2 separate regions of the Callithrix jacchus genome follow, and region 2 is linked to region 1. A link is a contact called in public Hi-C data. All regions are on one chromosome and are shown on one strand. The core of a region is the stretch at or near the end of the contact, and the rest is flanking DNA. Distances in the headings are between cores, read along the strand shown. Region 1 overlaps ARHGAP26 (Rho GTPase activating protein 26). Region 2 holds the start of FGF1 (fibroblast growth factor 1).

Region 1 (7,198 bases), core at 2,834-5,333:
CCAAGAGGTGGTGTGAAAGAGAGAAAAACGTAGGATACTTTGAGTACTCAACCTGGGCTCTCGAAATGATTTTTCCCCTTCTTAGAAGTATAACCTTGCATAAAACATGCCTCACAAAACTCCAGCTTTTCACCTAAAGGACAGAGCAAGCACCAGCTTCCTCCAGGGAATGCTTCAAGGAGCAGAAAAGGTCACAAAAGCACAGAGGAAATGGTCATAGAGTACTGGCCACTTTCCATGCATTAGCCCTTACAACAACTATTATTATAGATAAGGAAACAGAGGCAAGTCATTTGCCTAATGATCACACAGCTGATAGGTGGTCAAGCAGAATTTTGAGTTCATGCAGTTGTGTTCTGGAGCTCACACTCTTTAATTTTATACTGGTTGTATCAAAATAGAAACTAGCATGATACCTGGCACATTGTAGGTGATCAGTAAAAGGTGAGCCCCTTCCTCTGGTCTCTCTGAAACATAGAAGATTATGCTGGGAAATTGACAGAAAAGTCTATGGGAAGGTTCTCTGAAAACCATAAAGTCTAATAACCATTTTTTACAAACAGCTTTTTTGAGGTATAACACTCCTGCCATACACTTCAGCGTTTAAGTCATACAACGCAGTGGTTTTCTTACAACTTCAGAGTTGTGCAACCAACACCACAATCCATTTTGGAATATTTTCAAGAAGCCCCATGCCTCTAACCATAATTCCCCCATCTCCACCCACCCCGGCCCTGGCTACCATGAATCTACTTGCTGTCTTTAAGGGTCTGCTTATTCTGGACATTTAAATGAAATCATAAAATACACGGTCCTTTATGATGCTTTCTTCTCACTCAGCACTCTTTCCAGACTCATCCACGTTGTGGCACGCCTCAGAATGCTGTTCCTTTATATTGCCAAAGAATATTCTATTTGGCATTCAGTGATCTACTTGCTTCGTAGACTGTTAGACCAAGAAATAACTTTATGGAGACTGAGCCCAAATACCCTTCATTTTACTGAAAAAGAGATTGTGTTGATGAGACTACACAGCCTAGCCAGGGTCACTAGCTCAGAGCCCAGCCTCGAGTCTTAAACCTCTCCACATGGTCCCATCTTACTGTACCCCTCAGAGCATCACTGGAAACATAACTCAAAGTGCAAGCCTTACTGATGATGGGCCAGCAGAATCATCTCTGCTGGCATGAGTCCAACACCATTCAGTCACCAAAAAATATGGACTGTCCCCTGTGTGCAAGGCACTGTAGGAGGTGCTGAGGACCCAAGAGGGAACAGGACAAGATCTCTGCCCTTCCTCTTAGAGTGTACACTCTCCTGGGGAAGCAGAAATAGATCAGTAGCTCCATAGATAATAAAATCATTGCATGTTGTACTAAGTGCCATGAAAGAAACAAACAAGGGCCAGAGGAGGAGGAGGATGTGGAAGAGGGTGGCATTGCAGGGAGAATGGGGTGAAGATAAAAGGACCCAGCGCACAGAGTGTCACAGGTTACTGGAGAAGGCCTGTTTTAGGACATTTAGGCTGAGGCCTGGAGAAGAACCTTGTCAATATCTGGAGGAAGAAGGTGCCAGACAGAGGGCATAGCATGTGTAAAGATGCTGGGAAGACAGGGAAAGAGCTTGTTGTGTCGAAGTGGTTTTTGTTTTTGAGATGGAGTTTCGCTCTTGTTGCCAGGCAGGAGTGCAATGGTGCCATCTCGGCTCACCGCAACCTCCGTCTCCTGTGTTCAAGCAATTCTCCTGCCTCAGCCTCCCGAGTAGCTGGAATTACAGGCGTGCACCACCAGGCCTGACTAATTTTGTATTTTTAGTAGAGATGAGTTTTCTCCAGTGAACTTCCGACATCAGGTGATGCATCTGCCACAGCCTCCCCAAGTGCTGGGATTACAGGCATGAGACACCACACCTGGCCTGTGTTTAAGTTTAATAGGAGCAGAAAGAGCGAGCACGTGGTGTGACTGAAGGCTCGCGAGAGCAGGGCCCACCTTACAGTAGAGGCCCATTGGCCTGTTCCCTCGTGACTACACTCTCAGAGCTAACCATGACCAGGAGGACCTGGGAGAAAGGGCATCCGTGGGTTCCAGTTCCGTCCTGTGAATTAAATAAACTCCACTTGCCACAGGAAGCTAAAGGAAGTCCTGAGTCTCTATAGCAAAGACTTCCAAGGAAGGGAGAATTGCATCTTAGCTAAGGGTGATGAAGCTATGTATTATCCTGGGGGTGAATCAGGAGATAAGAAAGCAAAGAGAAATAAGAAAATACAGGCATATGAACAGAGAAGTGGTTAAATGATTATGGTGTAGCTACATAATGGAACACAATTCAATTGGCAAGAAGAAAGAAGTTCACTTTCACTACTGATCTGGAAAGGTCTCCAATTTGTCAAGCAAAAAAAGCAAGGTGCAGACTTGTGTGCTTTGTATGTTACCATTAGTAAGAGATAGTATGTCTTTTGTAATATATGCATGCAAACTCTCTAGAAAGGATACACATACAATGTGTCTAGGAGGAGTTTCCTTGTTTCTGTATCCCCCCAGGAGATGTGCACTCCAGAAGGGAGCTTTTCACTGTCTCCTCTGCTAGGTGGAAACATGCGAGTAAATTTCCTATTCAAATAAATTAAATTAAAAATGAAAACAAGTCGAGTGCAGTGGCTCACATCTGTAATCCCAGCACTTTGGGAGGCCGAGGTAGGCAGAACATGAGGTCAGGAGTTTGAGACAAGCCTGGCAACATGGTGAAACTCCATCTATACTAAACACATAAAAATTAGCCAGACATGGTAGTGCACTCCTGTAATCCCAGCTACTCGGGAGGCTGAGGCAGGAGAATTGCTTGAACTTGGGAGGCGGAGGTTGTAGTGACCCGAGATCGTGCCACTGCACTCCAGCCTGAGTGATAGAGCAAGACCTGTCTCAAAAAAAAAAAGAAAAGAAAAGAAAAAAGAAAACAAAGAAAAGCCAATGAGGGGTCTAGATCTACTAACCAAAGCCATGTGTGTTCCAGCCTCTCCTGCCCCTCGCCCTCTGCCAGCCCGAACCTCAGAGATGCCTCCTCATCCTCCCAGGGAACTACTGGGCAGCCACTGGTTCCTGGTCTAGATTTCACTACTAGTTGTAATGGTGGTTGTGATGGTCTGGTGACCAAATAAATTATCCCAAAGAGTCTACAATTAATTCCAATTCCCAAATGTGAATAACTAAAGCATCTCCCTCAAGAGGCACCTTCGGGTGAATAAACAAGTTAATAATTATCAAATGGATACTGGACTCCGATTAAGTATCCAGCACCTTGGGAGTGTCAATCAGTGTGAAGGAGGAGAGTGTGGCTCTGTAACTCACAGTCCTTTCCCTCCGTCTCCAGGTTTCTTCTCAGCCTGGGTGCTGCTGACTCTTTGGGCTGGAAAATTCTTTGCTGTGGGGGCTGCTTTGTGCATTGTAGGATGTTAGCAGCATCCCTGGCCTCTACCCACCAGATGCCATAGCACCCGCCCCACTAGCTGTGACAACAGAAACTGTCTCCAGACATTACCAAATGTCCTCTTTGGAACAAAATCACCCCCCGTTGAGAACCACTGTTCTCATCACTGCATTTCCAGGTAATGGCTTCATTCTCCCCCCCATCAGGAGCTGGCGATCTCCCCTCTGCCTGTACCCCATGTGGGTTGCCACAGAGGCTGAGGGATTAACAAAACCTTCATTATGAATTTCCCTGAATTTAGTATGTGGCAACCAATCCTAACTTTCTGGGAACCTCTTCTGTCTCAGGGAAAACAGCAATCTCAGACTTTATAAAATAATGATCTGTGGACAGGAGTCTCTCCCACGACTGCAAGGCCCAGACAATTAAAAGGCAACCAGTGCAGGTTGATAACGAAAGCAGAACACATGCAGGCTGGCCAGATCCTACTCGAAGGCACTGCAAGATGCAGGGATGAGGGAGCCCAGGGGAGCCAATGCCATTTCCTCCTCCTCCAGGTGACAGAAAAATAGCAGTCAGGCACCATCAAGGTGCACGTGGAGTCATTTTGTAACCAGCAGGGTGCACAGGTAGGTTAGCTGGCCGTTGTCTCTCCTCCCTCTCTCAAGGTCATAACTCCCCACGGACAGCTTTCTTTGAGGGGCAAAGACAAAGGGACTGTATTTCTATGTTTTGATTCATCTGAGGCTCATCCCTGAGGGCTCTGAGAAATGAATGAGCAGACTTTTCCATGGCCAACTGTCCTGGCTGACGGGTCCTATCGGCAAAAGCGTAGTGTTTATTTACTTTTGCTTGTGTTATTTTTATTCCAGTTCAGCTGCAGCTCAGTGCGGAAAGCGTGGGGGAGGTGTATATAAAGAGTACCGAGACTGGCCAGTACTTGGCCATGGACACCGACGGGCTTTTATACGGCTCAGTAAGTATGAAGCTGACACGCTTCCAGACGCGGCCAAGGTTTGAGGGTTCCAGAAATCTTGTTACATGGAGTGAGGCAAACTATAAAGCAACAATTAGTCTCTGTTTGTTATTTTTTCCAGAAGGATTCCCACCCTCACCCTGCTTTATTTTAGGCACAAACATAAAAGAGTTTCTTGCGGTATTCTCTCAAAACACTCAAATGTATTATCATATAAACACAGATGAAAGATTGATTGATGTCTTGGCAACTCCTCAGTCACTCATTTTAGAATATCTAATCCCATTCCATTCATTCATTCATTCCAAAAATGTTTTTCTTTTTTTTTCCTCTGAGACAGTCTGGCTCTGTCACCTATGCTGGAGTGCAGTGGCACAATCATGGCTCACTGTAGCCTCCAACTCCTGGGCTCAAGCGATTCTTCCACCTCAGCCCACTGAGTAGCTGGGACTACTGACAAACACCACCATGCTTGGTTAATGTTTTTATTTTTGGTAGAGACAGTCTCCCTATGCTGCTGAGGTTGGTCTCAAACTCCTGGGTTTAGCCTTCCAAAGTGCTGAAATTATAGGCCACCACACACAGCCCAAAAATGTTTCCTGAGTACCTAGGCACCATGTGCTATAGGTGTGTCTCTCATTGCTTCTTACACAAATGGCAGAGCCTGGGATTTTGTAGGTTATATGTCATGTATAAAAATTTGAAAATAGCCCCCCCCCACCTTTTTTTGAGATGGAGTTTTGCTCTTGTCACCCAGGCTGGAGTGCAATGGTGCAGTCCGCAATGTCAGCTCACCACAACCTCTGCCTCCCAGGTTCAAGCAATTCTCCTGCCTCAGCTTCCCGCGTAGCTGGGATTACAGGCATGCAACACCATGCCCCGCTAATTTTGTATTTTTAGTAGATACGGAGTTTCTCCGTGTTGGTCAGGGTAGTCTCCAACTCCCGACTTCAGGTGATCCACCCACCTCAGCCTCCCAAAGTGCTGGGATTACAGGCATGAGCCACCACGCGTGGCCTGTCCCTTTTATTCTGAAAGCATTACCGAAAAGGACAGAGAGCTTAATAACTTAATTCAACATTTATCAAATGTCTCGTGTCTAAGTGCCACGTCAGGTACTGAAAGGATGTGAGGATGAATGAGCCGCATGGAGAGGCATAGTCTAAAATCAGTACTAAAATCCTCCATGTTCCCTGCTCTCTCCCTGTCATAGCTAATGCTTTATACAGGCTTGACTGAGTATAGATTGGTCTTTATGGGAAAGGAATAGAAATAGAAGCAATGAAATGTTCCCCTGTTTGTATCTCTGCAACAAGAGTTACCTGGAGAGACCGCTTAAACCAATGACTGCAGGTTGTGAAGTTATTTCTAGGTTTTAATGATCCCTCCTCTGTATCCTAACAGTTGATAAACCAAGGCTTGGCTATAATTCCTGACCCAATCCGAACCCCTTTCCTCCCTTTTATGAAGATGTCTTCAAAAAGGCAGCCAGTAGCGGGGATTTTAGTCTGGAGCTTCAACTTATATCAAATTGCCAAGTGACAGAGGGCACAGGAAACCCTCTCTTGAAGTTGTCATCTCAGCCAAGGGTCCAGATAAGCACAGTTCCGTTTCCTCTTGCTGCCTGCTGGGGATCAGGAGATGAAATCCTCAGGGTCATAGGTAACCTCTAAAATGCTGTATGCTCCGTCCAGATCACCTGAGATGGCTTTGAGGGGTTTGGAGCCGAGGTACCAACTGCTGCATAGGGAGTAAGGGTTTTGTTGTCGTTGTTATTGTTGTTGAGATGGAATTCACTCTTGTTGCCCAGGCTGGAGGGCAATGGTGCAATATTGGCTCCACCTCCCGGGTTCAAGCGATTTTCCTGCCTCAGACTCCTGAGTAGCTGGGATTACAGGCATGAGCCACCACACCCGGCTAATTTTATATTTTTAGTAGAGATGGGGTTTCTCCATGTTGGTCAGGCTGGTCTCAAACTCCCAACCTCAGATGATCAGCCCGCCTCAGCCTCCCAAAGTGCTGGGATTACAGCTGGGAGCCACCACGCCTGGCCTAGGGTTTTTTTTTAAAGGTACTTCTTTCAAGTGGTAGTAAAAATCAATCCATCAACCAATCATTCAGTCTCAGACTCATGATTGAGTCTCATGCCTTTGCCACTCTGGCAAGTCACTCACCCACTCTGAGCCTTGTCTAAAATGGGGCTGGTCATGATCATAACCACCTCACACAGAGCATACGTGGGTTCAGTGGAACAACACACAGAATGCACCCATCAGAGTGGCTGGCATGTCACAGACAGGTGGTGGCTATAATACAAGTCATCAGCTTAGAAGCCCCTCACCCTCACTGTGTCTTAGGTCATGCCACAGTTTTAAGGCTTTAAAGGCTTTCCCCCATTTACATCAATTTTGATGTTTATTACAAACTGTTTTTACTTACATAAAAACACCGAAGGAGAACTCCCAGAATCTAATTTCTGATAGGCTCCAGGCACCCCCTTCTCCCACCATAGCTGTGGACATCACTGCAATTCACCTGAAATACAGTCTTACTATACTACACCTAAGAATGTTTGCATTTTCCCCATTGATAAAGAGAAGTTCTAAGATATCTCAAAGCTCTGCTTTATGCTCTTCACAAAATTTAGGCACTAATCCATTCTGATTCAAACTTGTGTGTGTGGAAAGAATATATTTATTTTTTTAAAGTTTGAAAGGCTATATATCAAAATATTAATATAGTAATCTCTGGGGGTGATTTTATAATATGTGAATACCTTTCTATATTTTGTAATTTTTT
Region 2 (7,209 bases), core at 3,135-5,634, 97 kb before region 1:
AACCCAGTTAAGAATATCTCCACGGTTGTTTTCCATGTCACCACAAAGAGACTTGCCTTTCTTTTTTACTGGCAGCTCAGTATGCCATTGTAACACTGTGTTACAATTAGGCCACCATTCTGCTGACATTTAGGTTGTTTCCACTATTACAAACAATACTTTAGTGGCCATCCTTGCAAATAATATCCATGTATTTTAATATCTTCTTTCTGCAGACAATAAGACCAGCTTTGTCAGCATTCTAATGGTAAAACTTTTAAGCTGGGTAACAGAGGAACATAACTAGGCTGCCTATTTGAGGTGATAATTTTTGGTTAATGCGTAACTGGTGGGCTTCAACTATGCGCAGAATAGTGTTTCAAACATAGTGAGGACTCAGTAAGTATTTGCTGAAAACATAAATGAATAAATGAACAAGCAAATGAGTGAATTCACATCCTCTATAGACACTTGTTAGGCCTGCCCTACCCCCATTTATAATCGGATTTTTCAACCTCAGCACTATGGACTGTTAGGTCCAGATAATTCTTTGTTATGGGGAGCTGTCCTGAGCACTGTAGAAAGTTTAGCAACATCCGGGACCTCTGCTCACTAGATGCCACTAGAATAACCCCAGATGCAGCAACTAACCCTGTCTGTAGAAACTGCTAAATGTCCCCTGGGGAACGATCACTCCTGATTGAGAACCACTAATTTATAATATGGTCGAAGTTGTATAAGGACAGAGACCCTTTACAAAAACAACTAACTCTAGGCTGGGTGCAGTGGCTCAAGCCTGTAATTCCTGCACTCTGGGAGGCTGAGGCAAGCAGATCATTTGAGGTCAGGAGTTCAAGACCAGCCTGGCCAACATGGTGAAACCCTGTCTCTATTAAAAATACAAAAAAATCAGCTGGGCATGGTAGCACCTGTAATCCCAGCCATGTATACATCCATTCATTCACCCATTCCTCAAATACCTATTGAGCACCTTCTATGTGGCAGGCCTGTAATCTTAGCTACCAGGGAGGCTGAAGCAGGAGAATCACTTGAACCCAGGAGACTGAGGTTGCAGTGAGCTGAGATCACACCACTTCACCCCATCCTGGGCAACAGAGTGAGACTTTGTCTCAAATGAAACAAAACAAATAAACAAACAAAAAACCCAACTAACTCTAAAAACGTTGATCCTGCTTCTCCCTGATCCTCGCATGTTATAGTGGCTTTTATTTCCCAGGTCTTCACAGTTTTTTCATATTCTTGGACACTTTATTTTGGGTTTGGATTTCTTTTCTCCAGGGCTAACTTCCCTGATGCCTCCCCCCATGAAGTGGGTCAATCCTCATTATATATTGTTAATCTCCATTATACATTCTTTAATTACCAAAATACTCCTCCTTGGTGTGGAGGAAAAAAATATTGAATTCGAACTCAATTGCGTGTGGACACAAACAATGGTCACCAAAGTTGTGGAGTAGGTTGTGTGAGCCCCTTGAGGCATTCATCCAGCGCTATTGCAGAGAAATCTCTCTTTCAATCTATTCCTATATGTTAGTTATTTAGAAACAACAGACAATCACAAAAACATGTTGACCTTTTTGTGTTCCTTGAGCCCAGTGGTGAAGGATCATGACTGGGCCTCATGCCACACAATTTGGTACAAAAGAGCTAGGGTCCCAGACTCTACGGGAAATTCATAGACCTCTCCTCATCTGTGCAAAGACCAGTGGCCGACTCTAGAGCCCAGGCTGTTGCTTCTCAGTCTGGTGATGAATCCTCCATAGTCTGGTGAGTGTCAATATGTATATCTTTTTCCTTCTCCCCTTCCTATTGTGATTTGCTTAATATATCATTTGCTTATTATATCTACATTGCTATTTACATGGGATAAAGGTTGTTTACCCTTAAAAGTACTGTATGTGCCTTTTCTTCTCCCCTCACATGTTTCCCGCACAGAATACTTGATAGTGCTTATCATTGTTGAACTCTTACATTTATTGGATTAATTATTAAAAGTGTATCCGTATCTATTTCCCTCTCTCAACTTCCCAGAGGTAGCCATCACTGAAAATTTGATATGGAACATGCCATTTTTTGCTCACTACTTTTATATCTAGTGCCTAAAACAAGGCCTGGCATGCAAGAGGTGCTCGATGGGTATTTGAGGAATGGATGGATGAATGGATGAATAGATGGCAACCTATTATCTGTCAGCAATACCCAGCCCAGGGTATAGCAGACCTCACAAATTGTTCTTGTACCTTCTAGAACAATTTAGAAAAACAAAATATACCTACATTTAAACATTTATATTAATTTTCATCATTAAGTTTATATGGTTTCAAGATCATAATTTCTAATGTATTACAAAGTTGGAATTTAAAAATTAAACTGTAGGCCTGGCACGGTGGCTCATGCCTGTAACCCCAGCACTCTGGGAGGTTGAGGCAGGCAGATTACTTGAGGTCTGGAGTTCGAGAGAAGCCTAGCCAATATGGTGAAATTCCATCTCTACTAAAAATACAAAAATTAGCCGAGTGTGGTGGCAGACGCCTGTAATCCCAGCTACCCAGGAGGCTGAGGCAGGAGAATCGCTTGAAGCCAGGAGGCAGAGGTTGCAGTGAGCAGACATTGTGTCATTGCACTCCAGCCTGGGCAACAGATCAAGACTCTGTCTCAAAATAATAATAATAATAAATTGTAACATCATTCTTTAAGTGTACCTATTAATGTTATTATTTCTAATATTCTCTTTGATTTGCTTCCACAGTTCTGTCCCTCAGTATTCAAGAAAAGAAAGACAAAGCTGTTAAATTTAAAAATGTCTAATTAATCATTAAAAGAGGCTGAATTAAATTATTAAAGGAAGCGCCTAGTTTGGGGACTTGGAGATTTTATACTTGGGGCAATGGCACCTTAGTGAGATTTGTGAAGAGTGACAGGTATGCTTTCCTTTGATACAGTAGGGGAAAGAATGTGAACATGGACACGTGCTCAGGCAAACCAGATTTAGGAAACAGTAGCTGCAGAAATGGAGAACCTAAACACTGATTCTCTAAAAATAATCCTTGGTGTGGCTCCCATCTTTGGAAAGCCTTGAAAACCCCCATCTGGGGTAATGCAGCTAGTAACCTGCAGAGGGCAGTGTTGGATAAGCTGTTGGCTCAATCTCTCTGTCGCTTTCTCTGAGCAGTGGAAAGTGCAGTCCAGCTTGGTTAGTGGGAGCTTGGCCTGGGCGGCCCAGCCCAGTCCTCTCTGCTGCGTGTGTTTTTGCACAGTGAATTATTCACAGAAAAATGGCTCCAGTGAGAATTGTGGCCAGAGACTCCATCTTGTACCCAGAATCAGGGCCTGGGACTATAAAGAGATGAAAACCTCATTCTCTCCCCCTATAAGAACTGGATTTGGGACAGAAATCAAGGATTGAAGTTGTGGATCTGAATCAACCCTAAGGGTTTTGTTTTCCCTCTTAGGAAGCGAAAACAACAGTGAAATGTCAACGATTCACATCTTCCGAAGACAGTAGGTCAAAGTGGCCAAGAGCTCAGACAGTCGGGACTTCTCATCTCACTCTGTCCTCTCCAAAGGTTAGGCGAGGAGCCTTTCCAAACTTCAGCTTCCCTGGATATCAAATAGGAGCGATCATCCCTTCTGGTAGGGGTGTTGTAAGGATTAAATGCAAGAATGCACAAGTACTCAGCAAATGAAGGGCACTCAGCAAGAAGGGGCCCAGTAAATTACAGTGATGATGGTGAAGATGACGATACTGAATTGGCATTTTGCCAGACATGGCATTTTCTAAACTTACCATTCACATCTGAAGAGGAAGGATCAGAGGTGAAAAATCAAGCTATTTTAATGTTGTCAGTTTTACAAGCCTAGGAGTCAGAGGCAGAAACAGACCGGGTGGAAGTCAGAATCAACACGTTATGTAAGAACTTTGCTCTGTGATGCTGCCGACAGCTGCCTTCCAGGGTTGGGGCTCCCTTCCTGGTTTTGGAGGATCCCTGCATCTAAAATAGTGTGTATGATGACCGTGCGACATGACTGCCACTCAGACACTCACCTGCCTCAGACATGAAAGTAAGGACTTCGTTTGTTACATTGATCCTCTGTGAAACCCCAAAGGGTGGCAGTTGGCTAGCTGAAGAACAATGGTAAGTTGGACGCATGGCTTGGATGTACTGACAGTAAGGCTCGGTGCAAAACCCTCGGCCTTCTGCCTCACACTGGGAAAGGTAACAGGGACTAGTGCAGAGAGAGGCATGGAGAGAACTCGGATGAGATCATTGTCCTTTCACCTGGCAGCTGTCCAGCCCCCAAATAGTTTTCGTATCCAGTCCAAAAATAACATCACATGAGAGGGGGAGAAATAAATACACAGCGGTTGTCCTTGGCCTTTCTGTGGGCATACCAGGGTCAGCTGCACTCGTAGGGGCCTAAGTGCCCATGACCCACTCCGCTGCATTCCTCTCCACGATCCCTGAGGCTGGGAGACCAACCTGTTAGCAGGGTGGGTGTGGCGTGTGGTTTCACTCGGCTCTTTTCATGGGGCTCCTCTGAGCTCCATTCATACCAGAAAGGGAACAGGAGAGAGAGGACAAGTGGATCCAACAGCCTTCGCTCCAGGGGAATGAGGGCATCGCCTCCTTTTCTGGGAGGACACTCCCTTCTGATGGTGAATGGGAACTCCCTTCCTCCTGCAGCAGCCTGCCTGTAGCCGTCCTGGTAGAACAGGGTGGACACTGCAGAAGCTGTCCCTGCCCCAGGAAGAAAGCAGCCCAGAGCCAAGGCAAAGAGGTAAGTACATCTGTTTCTGCAAAGGGCTCAGATTGCTACAGACTTTCTGCTTGACTTCATGCTTGTACTCAGCATGAACGCTCCCCTCACCTCCGCCTTCCTTTTTCTCCTCCCTGATCTGGGTCTGTGGCAAGCTTGAGTCTACGTGATGAATGCTAGAGTAAAATATTCTTGTACTGCCTTCTCTCATTCAAAGGCTGGTTTACTGTCAGAAAGAACTGGGTAGGTCTAGTTCTTAGCGGGGAAGCAGGAAGTGATTCCTACTAAATGAATTATCTTTGCTGAGATCCAAGAAGACATTTACCAGGAAATCATTAGACAAATCCCATTACTGTAGACTTAAAGCTTCATTTTAAAAAGCACTGCATGAAATAGAAAACAAAGGATGCCAGCTGAGTCTTTGTTATTGGCAAAAGGGAAAAAAACACAAATGGGACACACAGAGCCTCCTTTTCTCCAACACCTCCCTTCCCCATCTCTTCCTGATTTCTTAGAACCCTGAAGAATATACTGAACAGACCCAAGAATTCCTTTCTCTGGTTGAAAACAAGAGGAATGAAATCAGGGGTTGGGGAAATTGGTCTGTACACAGACTTGAGAGACAAAGAGGAGAAACAGATTTTGCAGTCTCAGTCTCCCCTCTAATGCCTCTGCATAGCACATGCACCTATATCCATTTAGAGATATGTATAGATCCCACTATCACTTGTACACACAAACTGTTATCCTGGAAACAGTCTGCCCCTGGGCTATGCACTACACATACCCATACTAAGAAGCAGCCAACAAAATTCTGGTAGGAACGAGGTAATTACTTGAATAAGTCAGGATTCTTTTAGTAACCATGAACTGAAACCCAGTTTGAAGAGACTTGGGCAAAAAGAGATTTCGTTTTTTACTCATGTGGCTGAAAAAGCAAGGTTTTGGTACAATGGGATACAGGGCCCTAGATGATGGCATCATGAATCTGTCTTTCCATTTCTTGGCTTTGCATCCCCTGTGTCCTTCTGTTTCCAGGAAGACCTGCCCATTGCAGTGGCCAGATGGCTGCAGAAGCTCCCAGCTGACACCACACTGGCACAGCACTGTATAAGAACAGGTGCTGCCCTATCTAGTTCTAGCTAGAATCTCAAGGTCTATCACACAGAACCAATGTGGGTATTGTGCCCAGCGTTGCCATGTGCATGGAGTCATTCCCATCCCCAAAACCACATGGACTGAAAGCAATGAAGGGGTGTTTCCCCAGACATGATCAGGGTTCTCATCCAGGACTAAGGGGGCTAGATGCAGGGTGGCCGAAGTCAATGGTTGCTACTCTATACCACTTTTTTTACAAAGGTCTAGATTGAGTCAAAGCTCCTCTGATAGCAGCTCCTCCCTCTTACCTGCCACAAAAATGTATTAGTGACAGAAAATCTCATAGGAAAGGGTAATTGCTAGTGAAACAGGTGACTAAAAGACTCCATGGCATGTTATCCCTAGAGCTCTCTGAGAGTAAAAAAGATATCAGAAGGCTTGTCTGTGGCTCAGCCCCTGGACCATGAACTAGGCCCAGATCCACCTGGGCTCCCAAATTGCCCATGCTCACATCAGTCTCCCTCCCCCCCGCAACCCCCCTTGCCCAGTTCTGTCTCCCTCTCCTCTTCTGCTGTGAATGCATCTTGTCTTACAAGGGCCTGCCTTGTTCCTGCCTCCTTATGAGGCCTTATCTGGCCCTTCCAGACTTTTCTGCTGTCTCCCCTCTCTGAATCAGAGTGGGATTGCCTGTCAGGATTGCAGTTTGCTGTTGCCATGTTCTTTAAGAACTTCATGTGTCTAAGTGTCTCTCACAGTTTGAATTCTCCATTCTCGGGGAAAGTTAAGTTTCATTCCCGAGCCCTCTCTGTGGTAGTTAATACATACTAGGGGCCCAATTAAGTGCATCCAGTTAATTGACCAATAGAAAGTGAATTTTCCTAAATAGATTAGGGAGAATGGATGGATTACTTGGGGTCCTTAATTCTTTTTATTTTTGAAATGGAGTCTTGCTCTGTCACCCAGGCTGGAGTGCAGTGGCAAAATCTTGGCTCACTACAATCTCTGCTTCCTGGGTTCAAGTACTTCACCTGCCTCAGCCTTCTAAGTAGCTGGGATTACAGGCACCGGCTGCCACACCCAGATAATTTTTGTATTTTTAGTAGAGACAGAATTTTGCTGTGTTGGCCAGGCTGGTCTTGAACTCATGACCTCAGGTGATTCACCTGCCCACTTTGGTCTCCCAATGTGCAGGGATTACAGGCGTGAGCCACTGCACCCGGCCTTGGGGTCCTTAATTCTGACTTTAAAAGTAATATAATAACTATAACAAACACAGATAGTATGCTGGAGCCCCTATAGGCATCATCTTAGGTCATCTTCACAATGACCCTACAAGGCAAGTACTGCTATTAT

What was found. A called contact is a pair of places that touch in the nucleus more often than the background predicts.
Region 2: a contact with region 1 is called in a Hi-C map of skeletal muscle, with 4 times the contacts expected there. The contact joins the promoter of FGF1 here to the enhancer-like site in region 1. A contact is called at or near these places in 3 of 3 Hi-C or Micro-C datasets (induced pluripotent stem cells and skeletal muscle).

The regions. Positions count from the first base shown.
Region 1 is chr2:41,038,111-41,045,308 of calJac240_pri, reverse strand. The region is part of intron 3 of ARHGAP26 (Rho GTPase activating protein 26); the gene reads right to left. The region is part of intron 2 of FGF1 (fibroblast growth factor 1); the gene reads left to right. Among named protein-coding and RNA genes, the nearest start is that of FGF1, 96 kb to the left of the region's middle. Within about 2 kb of position 4,083, at least 4 of the 16 cell types and tissues checked have an H3K27ac peak or open chromatin away from gene starts, as enhancers often do. A contact at or near this core is called in skeletal muscle, where this site is marked.
Region 2 is chr2:41,135,308-41,142,516 of calJac240_pri, reverse strand. FGF1 (fibroblast growth factor 1) reads left to right here and starts at 4,384. Exons shown (of 3, transcript XM_017968523.4): 1 at 4,384-4,779. All of the region lies in intron 3 of ARHGAP26 (Rho GTPase activating protein 26), which reads right to left.